Linked DNA regions of Ovis aries: region 1 is linked to region 2. Evidence: chromatin contacts called from public Hi-C data. All regions are on one chromosome and are shown on one strand. Each heading gives the region's core, a stretch centred on a gene start, on an enhancer-like site or on the middle of the called end of the contact. The rest is flanking DNA. Distances are from core to core; before and after follow the strand shown. Region 1 has its middle 67 kb from the start of MALT1. Region 2 overlaps ALPK2 (alpha kinase 2).

Region 1 (5,136 bases), core at 1,853-4,352, 210 kb after region 2:
AAGGGCTGCAAGTATTGACTTGGGGATTATAAACAAACTATAAGTAAATTGGCAAATTCACACAGAACTGTGAGTGAGGACCCTGTTCATAAAGAGAAAAGTTAACATTATTTTGCTTAACTTTTTATCGTGTATTGGGGTATAGCTGATTAACAATGAATAAAAACTGGATTTTACACTTTGGGGTCACTTGACCTTGTTATGGTCCCAGGAAATGACCTCGTTTCAGGGCACATAGCAGCATTCCCACCAGGAAGATGAAGTGAAGCGGACCAGGGGAGACTCTGATGGAGACACTCTGATGAATCCAGGATCCAGGCTGAACTGGCCCAGACAGCCATCTCATTAACCAGCGTTGCCAGCGAGCTGGACACTTCAAGCCCAGAGTCCCATCAGCAGCCACGTCTGCTGCCAGCACCCTCTGACGGGGGGTCTGTAGCAGTTGGAACTCCAGTCGGCCTGAGGCTCGCCTTGCTGGTCTGAGCCATCCTAGCCGCTGTCTGCTGACTCCACACATCTCAGGCCTGACCCATGAAGTGTCTGTGTCTTCAAGTGACCCTCAGGACCAGCTTTCTCCTCAGTGTTATGCCCCAGACCCTTGTTGGCAGATGTCACCAACAGATGTGACCAGGGCCCAAGCCGGGGCTGCAGGAACTGTAACGGTGGTGAGACCTCAGCACTGCTTTATCTGCCAACTGAGACGGATGTCCCCAAAGACTGCAGTGAGGAAGGAGAAGGACGTCACGGTGTCCTGCCCACCTGAGCTGTATGGCCAGCCTCCTGCCGATGACCGATGGGTGGACAGAGGCCTCTTTGCGGCTGGGCCATGGGCAGCTTGCTTCCAAAACAGAAGGGTCGGCCAGCGCCGCCTGCCTGGGAGTTAGCTCTCCAACCATGCGCCTGCAGTCTCGGGGCCCCAGTTAGCCTGAGACCTTGTCCCAAAAGCCGCAGCCCCAGGGAGGACAGCAGGGCCGTGAGGGGACGGAAGGGCCCTTGCAGGCCCCAGGCTCCCAGGTTTCACATCTGGTCCAGAGGATGCGAGCATTCCCGAGGTCGTCGCTGAGCCCAGCCTCAGATGCCCGGGGCGCCTAGGTGGAAAGACCAGGGGTCTCCAGAGTCCCCGATTCCTAAATCAGCCCAGGGGGAGGACTTCAGAGAGACCCCGAGCCTGAGGTACAGGCGCCAGCAGGCTCAGTCGACCCCAGACAAGTCTGCCACGTGCCCTCTGTCTGCATCTAGGGTTGCCTGGAGCCGCTGCTGCCCTTGTGGGTGAGCGGCCGGGAGCTAGGGGAGAAGCCATCAGGCCCTGGCTGCCCCAGCCCTCCCTGAGCTCGGCCAGCTTCCTTAGTGCAGGGCCTGGTGCACCCTGCGGGTGCCACTCATGGGAAGAACAGAAAGGTTGCTCCTTGGAGCCCGCCACCCTCAGCCTCTGCCCGTGGCACCTGGGCATGGACTGAGCTGCCCCGGCACCTGTTGCCACCCCCACATGGGCTGGTGACTGTGGGCATGCTGCCGGTGGCTGCCCACCAACAGGCTGCCCCCTGCCCGGAGGCAGCTCCCACACCGGCGCCCACAGGCCTGAAGTTGAGGATGCCAGGCACCTGGCGAGGGGCAGGCGGCTCTGCAGGAGGACAGAGGTGTCCTCCCCATGCTGCGCGTTCTGCATCCTCTCTGTGACGATGCTGGTGACAAAGCTTGCTCTGGGATTATAGGGCTCAAGCTGAGAAGATACAGTCCGACTTTCCTCCACAAAACTGCAGATTTCCTTAGCCACTCTGATGCTTCTAGCCACAGCAGCCTTCCCGGTAGAGACATGATCCCACCAAGAGGCAGCATGAAATTAAAAGGCTTAGGCCCTAAAAAAAATAAAAATAAAAGGCTTAGGCTCAAGAGGACAGCTCCCCTGGGTTCAAAGCCCAGCTCTGCAGCCCTCTCGTCTCTTAAGCCTCACTTTTCTCCTAAGTACCATCTGCCACAGGGCTCCTTGTTCTTGTTGTTCAGTCATGTCTGACTCTTTGCAGCTCCATGGACTGCAGCACGCCAGGGCTCCCAGTCCATCACCAACTCCTGGAGTTTACTCAAACTCATGTCCGTTGAGTCGGTGATGCCATCCAACCATCTCATCCTCTGCCGTCCCCTTCTCGTCCTGCCTTCAATCTTTCCCAGCATCAGGGTCTTTTTCAGTGAGTCAGTTCTTCACATCAGGTGGCCAGAGTATTGGGAGTCTCAGCATCAGTCCTTCCATTGAATACTCAGGGGTATTAGTAAGCATTAGATAAGGTCACCCAATAAAAGCATGAGCAGGCATATAGTAAAAATAAAACATAGGTCACCCACCAGGTTATTAAACTGCAGAAAGAAAGGTGTAGTGGGCTGAATAGTGCCCCCTCCCCCGCCCCACCCCGCCAAATCTCTCTCTTAATCCCCCAGAATCTGTGACTGCAACCTTATTTGGAAATATTGTCTTAGCAGATATAACTAAGCATCTGGAGGGAGTTCCCTGGTGGTCCAGGGATTAGGGCTCTGTGCTTTCACTGCTAAGGAAAAGCACAATCCTTTGTGCTCAATCCCTGGTGGGGAACTAAGATCCTGCAAGCCGCGCGGTGCAGCCGAAACATTTTTTTTAATAAAATAGGCAAAAAAAAAAAAACGATCTGGACCCGAGATGATCCTGGATGAGGGCGATCCCTACCCCAGTGGCAAGTGTCTGTGCGTGTAAGGGGCGGGAAAGAAGACACGGCACAGTGGAGGCCGCGTGGAGGTGGAGGCGGGCACGCGCGGCGCAGCCGCAAGCTGAGCGCGCGCCCTACACGCTGCAGACGCACGGGGAGGCGTGCCCTCCAGACTCTCCCCCGGGAGAACAGCCCCGCCAAGACCCCACTTTCTGCCCGTTGATACGAAGTTTGGATTTCTAGCCTCCAGAACTGGAAGACAATAAATTTCTGTTGTTTCATGACGCCAAGCTGGTGAAAATGGGTTGTGACAGCTCTAGGAACCCGCACAGGATGGCAGCTCCGACTCCAGCCCCGAGCGGCCTGGGAAGGACCCGGAGCAGCGCGGGCGGAGCCGGCCGAGCCGCCGCTCCCCGGCTGCTGTCAGTCTCGGGCGCCCCCTCCTGGCCCCAAGGCGGACGCGCGCCCCCCGCCGGCCCAGACACTCACTGTCTCTAGAGAAACGGCAGAACGGAGGGGATCTCAACGTTTAAAACAGAAGCTTGTCTCCAGGGAGGTCCCTGGTGGCCCAGTGGTTCGGATTTGGCGCCTTGGCCGTCGTGGCCTGGGTTCAGCCCCTCGTCGGGGACCTGAGATCCCACAAGCCGCACGGCGTGACCCAAAAAATTTCTAAGAGAGGATTTTTAACCATGCGTTCTTTCCCCTCGTCCTGAATAACACAGCCAGCTCTGTATCCCGTGTCTCACTCCCACGCTCTGTCCTCTCCCCCTTCTCCGTACGTTCAGCTCCGCCGTGATGACCCAGCTTTCCTCTCGCTTCCTTGACCCGCTCCTCCCGGACGGAGGACCGTTCCTGGTAGCCCAACCACGCACCTCCCGGGGGTCCCCTCGACCTTGTCACACAGAAATGAACTCAAACCTTCCTCCGCTGATCACAAACTCCTGTCAGCTCACTTCAACCTAATCGGGTCCAAAACACACGAACAGCTCGTGGCGAAGATCCCCCTGGAGAAGCAAACGGGCCGACAGGCTACAGCCTATGAGGTCGAAGAGTCGGACAGACTTAGTGACTAACCCTCCCCGGCAGGGGAGCAGCTGACGCTCCGGCCAGGAGGGGAGAGCCGGGGCGGCTCGCTGGTGGTGACATCCGCTGCACCCTCAGAGGAGGGATCGGACCCCAGTGAGAAACTCTGGGGCCTGAGCAGCAGCGACCAGCGGGCCTGAAAGGGTTGGGGGTCCCCTTTAAGGACTCCGGGTCTGCACCGTCCTCTGGGGCCTGCCCAGCTCTCTGGACCAGGCCTTACTTTGTTTTGTTGAGTTCTGGGTGGGTTCAGTTCAGTTCAGTTCAGTTCAGTCGCTCAGTCGTGTCTGACTCTGCGACCCTATTGACTGCAGCACCCCAGGCCTCCCTGTCCATCACCAACTCCCGAAGCTTGCTCAAACTCATGTCCATCGAGTCGGTGATGCCATCCAACCACCTCATCCTCTGTTGTCCCCTTCTCCTGCCCTCAATCTTTCCCAGCATCAGGGTCTTTTCCAATAAGTCAGCTCTTCCCATCAGGGGGCCAGTGTTGGAGCTTCAGCTCCAGCATCAGTCCTTCCAGTGGTGGGTATGCGCCGGGAGCCCAGCAGAGGGCAGCGCAGGCTCGTTTGTCCTTCACTCTGCGTGGGTTTTTTACAACCTGGGAGCTTGCTTCCTGCTGCAGCCCAGAGCACAGGGAAGGCCGGAGCCTTGGGAAGGGCTGCTGGAGCAGAGGAGCAGCGGTGTTCGCAGCCACTCAGCCAAGCCACAATGAGGCCTTGCCAGTGGCCATGCCCCTCCTGACCTCTCACCTCTTGACTCTGGTGCTGCAGTCCGTGGGATCAAAAAAGAGCCAGACATGCCTGAAGCCACCTAGCACTCACATAACTGGGATCAAATATACCTAACCCTGAGTATTCTCATCTAAACCATTTCAAGGGCACTGTTCAGTACTGTCCAGTGTGCACAGAATGCTCCCAACTCTAGATTTGTGATTTTTCATGGACAGAACCCAAGGCACAGCTATGGTGAAATTCAGAGAAAAGGCCAAGACCTGGAGATTGCTTCTGTTGAGAAAGGAGGAATTCCAAGGTGCGACCCAGAGGTTTCTCAGGCTATGGTGCACCTACAAACTTTCCAGACCCCTCTGCCTCAAGGGGCTGGGTGGGGATTTCCTGTCCACTTCAGTCTCATCTGCCCCCAGCCCTCCCCAGACACTAGCCGGACAAAACCTACAACTCAACTGGGAGTCATAGGGAGCACCCCCAAAGCGATCCCTGCCCACGTTCAGAAACAGGACCAAAGGTCATTCAAAGTGAAAGAAAGTGAAAGTCGCTCAGTTGTGTCCAACTCTTTGCGACCCCATGGACTATGCAGTCCATGGAATTCTCCAGGCCAGAATATTGGAGTGGGTAGCCATTTCCTTCTCCAGGGGATCTTCCCA
Region 2 (4,734 bases), core at 1,906-4,405:
ATATCAATGGAGATACATTGTGACAGACATTCCGACCTGGTGAGGGGTGTGGATGGCGGGCGAGGTGATGGGGTGTGGAAATCTGTCCCCTCCATTCAATTTTGCTGTGAACCTAAAACTGTTCTGAAGATAAAATTAATGACATGTCTGCTCTGTGGCTCGTTTGCCCTGCTAAAGCTCCTGGTTAACCCCTGCCTCCTCCTCACCCCCGAAGCCAAGAGAACACGTTCCAAGCTGATCAGCTGAGCATTTAAAGTCCTCTGCATTCTGGCCTCCTGGCTTCCCACCTCTTACCCTGCCCCCCTTTTTTTCTGCCTCCCAGCACGCTAGATCTGCTGAACTTTTCCCATCTCCTTGGAAACCTTCTTTCACGGCTCTTCATCTCTTTGGACATGCTGCCCCCTTTGCTTGCTAGTCTCCACCCTTGCCCTTCATCTGGAAGACTCCGACTCATTCTTCAACACCCTCCTCTTGGAAGCCTTTCCAGACCCCCTCCTCCCCTCCTCCGTGTCCCCATAACTCCTTGCACTCGACACAGTGGGCTTTGTCCTACATGCCTCACACTGCTGGCTGTGAGGGGCAAGAACCTGCTTCATTTTCTTTTTATCCTTTAAGAGCCCATCACCTAGCTTGGAGCAAAGTCTGGCTCATAGTAAACGCTCAGTGTCTGAGGGAGAAAAGAATATGTATACAGGACAAAGTTTGAGTCTTGGCACGGACATCTGGGACCAGGCAATTCTTGGGCGGCAACTGTCCTGTGCATTATAGGATGTTAGCAACGTCTCTGGCTGCTTCTACCAGAGGCCCGGAGCAGCCCTCCTGGTCACGACTGATACAGGATACGACCTGACAGTCAAGGAGAGGTCATCTCATTAAAGTCTGACCACAACAGATGCCGTTTTCGAGGGCTTAAAAGCAGAAATTATGATGGCCACCCTAAGAGGTAAGATGCTAATTTTTGATGTTTGTTAACATGAAGAATGTTTAGTACAGATTGTCAAACAAGTAAACAGGAACCTGCATTAGGGACTTACACCTAACAACTATCAAGACGTTTAAAGGCTCAGAAAGGAGGCTTCTGGAAGGGTCTAAGTGACAGAATTAAAGAGTGATGGTGTGACAGTCCCCTGCACCAATGATGGTGACCGGGCGGGAGGCTGGGGTCAGCTGTGTTAGTAAAACCACACACAAGCCCTACGGTGAAGGCCTCGGAAGAACCCTGGGTTTTCAGCCAGAATCTCTACAGGTAAGCATGTAGAACAATGCTGTGTGACTCCGTGACCAAAGCCAAGCTTAGGAAGAGTCATGCGGGCGGCCAGGTCCTCCCTGGGGACCCGGGGCAGGTCCTCCCGCAGTGAGGTGAGACTTCAGGTCGGTCTCTCATGAGGAAGGGGTCCCTGGGCAGGTCTGCACTCGCACAGGGTTGCAGGGAGCTACTTCCCCAGTGGTGAGAGCAGAGCTGGAAGGATCTCCCAGAGCACCGAGGACACGTGGGCTCCACCCACGACCTGCCCTCTCCCACAGTCCAGCTGGAGGCTACCCCCAGGTGTCGAGTCAAAGATCGTAGAGAAAATGTCAGCAAAGTGGGAAGAAGGATGCAACACTCGGGTGAGTTTTAAAGACACAAAACATAATGTTCCAAAGAAAGCCTCCTGCAGGCAACTCGGCCTTTGGCAGGTGCATTTTACCCCTTTCTGCCATTTATGAGTATTTCCTTAAAAAAAAAAAAAACACACACACAGGAGAAGCGCACCTCCCCCTCTTCCCCACCCAATTTCAGATGGCAGAGCACTTCTCTCAGGAGCAGGATCTAGACCAGGACACAGTCCTGAGACACCACGTGGGCAACCCTTCCACCACAGACGCTGAGTGCCAATCCCACGCTTGGGGAAGGACTGATGCCGAAGCTGAAATTCCAGTGCTTTGGCCACCTGATGCGAAGAACTGACTCATTGGAAAAGACCCTGATGCTGGGAAATATTGAGGGCAGGAGGAGAAGGGGACGGCAGAGGATGAGATGCTTGGATGGCATCACTGACTCAATGGACATGAGTTTGGGTAAACTCCGGGAGTTGGTGATGGCCAGGGAGGCCTGGTGTGCTGCAGTCCATGGGGTTGCAAAGAGTCAGACACGACTGAGCAACTGAACTATCCCTCCATATCCTGCCCTTGTCCATGAATGAGGTCAAACTCTCCCACAATAAGGAAAGGTATTGGGATTCCAAAATATGCACAGCCATTTTCAGAGCAATGTCAGATTTGCTGGAAGCCGATTAAGCCTGAGTCCTTCACCCTTTCCAAGTCCCTGGCCGTATCTTGATATTCATAACTGTGTTCTTTTCCTTAGAGAAGCCCCCAAGTCCTGTATGAGTCAGTTCTCACAAAGCTTGGGTATGTCCCTGCAGGAGGGCACTTCGGTGCCACGCCTGGTGGACTGATTACTGGGTGGACTCTTCCTCAACCAGGAACTAAAGAGAACAGAGCAGCAAGAGGGGCTGGAGAAGAACGGGCTGAGCTCTACAGACAGCCCAGTCCAGACTACCTCAGTGCACTGAACAGAAAAGCAACTGAAAGTGGTTTTCTTTGCAGTATGTTCATTTTTCTTGAAGTTACTGAGAATTGCTTCCCAGGTGGCACTAGTGGTAAAGAACCCGCCAGTGCAGGAGACGTAAGAGACACGGGTTCAGTCCCTGGGTTGGGAAGATCCTCTGGAGGAGGGCATGGCAACCCACTCCAGTATTCTTGCCTGGAGAATCCCATGGACAGAGGAGCCTGAAGGGCTACCGTCCACGGGGTCTCAAAGGGTCCGGATACGACGGAAGTGACTCAGCAGGCGTGCACCGAGGACACAGGCAGACCTTGAAGAGCAGCAGGCATGAGACTCTGTATGGGGTGTGCCCGACACACCTGCTCAGGAAGGCGATTTCTCTTCCATTTTGCAAGTTCACAGAGATGACGCGCATAAGAAACAGGCCCTTCCTGCTTTCCCCTCTTCCCCATTTGCACTGATGTGTAAACGGCTGCTCCGTTTGCAGTTTCCAATGGGCACTGGCACAGCCCCTTCTCTTCCCACGTGTGGTTTCAGCCAGATAAGAGATCGGTAAACACGAGCTCCAGACACTCCAGCGTGCACATGGGCCAACAGATACTTGTCAGTGTAACTGACCTCAGTGGGTAAACACTGCACCCCCGTGTAGCGCTCCATGGAGCAGGGACTACGCTCCTACGGCCCTGATTATCCAATTTGTTTTTCCCTGACGCACTCACCGCTGTCTTTATTTCTTGTATCATAGGACTAAGTTTTTCACAATCTCCTGTTCTGTTTATGCTTTAGACAACATAATACCCGTGAGTAGATACTTTTCCTATTTAACATGGTATACATGTTTATTGAATTATTCCATATATCCATACACTTTAATATTTCTCGATTTTTTCTATAAGCCTCTGGGGACCCCATGAAGAGCAGGGTGGCAGCCACATGTGCCCTCTTGGAGCTTACAGACCCACTGGAACGCTCCCTGTTTCTGCCCAGCCTCTCATCCCTCCAGCCCGCCCACGTCCCCAAGTCAGAGCTGGGCCAACCCAAGGGGGAAACACTTACTCAGGCACTTCCCCGAAGCCTTCCAGAGGCTGGGCTTCCGCGGCATAGATCTGGGCATAGTGTCTGGCGGTGTTCTGCACGTAGCATTCCTAGATCACCCAAACACACAGGAAACCCCAGGGGTGAGAAGAAAGTCAGAGCGCTGCCCAGTGAGACTCAGATTTCCCAATGAGGTCGACTCAATGGATTTGCAATCCCATCCGGTGGTTGGGGGCACAGAAGCAATAATGAATGTAGCCCACAGTTGGTAGCTGCAGGAGCTCTGAGGCCTGAAGGAGCCGTGCAGGTGACGACCACATGGTCTCCAGGCGAGGTGTCCCTGAACTATGACATTTCTAGGACCCGCGTGGCTGAAGTTCACCTTGAGCTAAGGGGACTGGTCCCCAGACAGGGTTTCAGATGAAGCGTGGGTGGGGATGGTTGGGTTTCCCATGAGTTCTCTCAAGGTTCTTTTTTTTTAAAGGTATAACAAGCTGTAAGTAATGAACACCTTGCCAAGATTGTTGGCTTAGGAAAAGCAAACGGGATCCTGCTTTCCTACTCTGTAGGGCTTTTCTAAGTGGCATCTGGATGCTGGGGGATTTTCCATGACTGGACCAGACGGTACTTGAGATGGAAGGAATACTCCCTGAAAGCAAACTGAGGAGGAAAGATTCGGAGGAGAAAGGATGTGTGTGGCAAAATCTTGTGCTCAGAGGAAACGGCTGTCTTCACAAGCACCAGGCCCACAGGACCATCGCCATGTCTGAGATAACCATGGATGGATGATGTTTGAGCGCACCCAAGAGACCCGAGTCTGGCCTATTCATTTTATGGGTTAAAAAACTTAAGGACCCCTGGTTTGTGAAAGAGCTACACCCAGCTCTCCTGAAAGCTCGGCCAGCCCTGGCATTGAGTGAAATTCACGGACTGGGTGGGGGTGATGCAGGGAAGAAGCCCGTGTTCCCCTCCCGCTCCCCTCTTGCCTCAAGGGTACCATCACGCACCAACACAGGAAGGAACTTAGTCTCAGCTCCATCTTCTCCATAGCTTATGGGCGGATACTGAACATGACTCAGGAAGGCAGGAACCAGGACAAACGCTGACCTTCTGGACTGTACCCCAGCCCCCTTCCTCTTCCCTAAAACCAA

Evidence for each region. A called contact is a pair of places that touch in the nucleus more often than the background predicts.
Region 1: a Hi-C map of liver shows a contact between it and region 2, with 5 times the contacts expected there. The contact joins two enhancer-like sites. A contact is called at or near these places in 13 of 16 Hi-C or Micro-C datasets (blood, hypothalamus, liver and 7 more).

What each region holds. Positions count from the first base shown.
Region 1 is chr23:58,172,974-58,178,109 of ARS-UI_Ramb_v3.0, forward strand. No RefSeq gene overlaps it. Among named protein-coding and RNA genes, the nearest start is that of MALT1, 67 kb to the left of the region's middle. Within about 2 kb of position 3,103, at least 26 of the 54 cell types and tissues checked have an H3K27ac peak or open chromatin away from gene starts, as enhancers often do. A contact at or near this core is called in liver, where this site is marked.
Region 2 is chr23:57,959,241-57,963,974 of ARS-UI_Ramb_v3.0, forward strand. It overlaps ALPK2 (alpha kinase 2), which reads right to left. Exons shown (of 13, transcript XM_027960856.2): 10 at 3,605-3,693. Among named protein-coding and RNA genes, the nearest start is that of ALPK2, 120 kb to the right of the region's middle. Within about 2 kb of position 3,156, at least 2 of the 54 cell types and tissues checked have an H3K27ac peak or open chromatin away from gene starts, as enhancers often do. A contact at or near this core is called in liver, where this site is marked.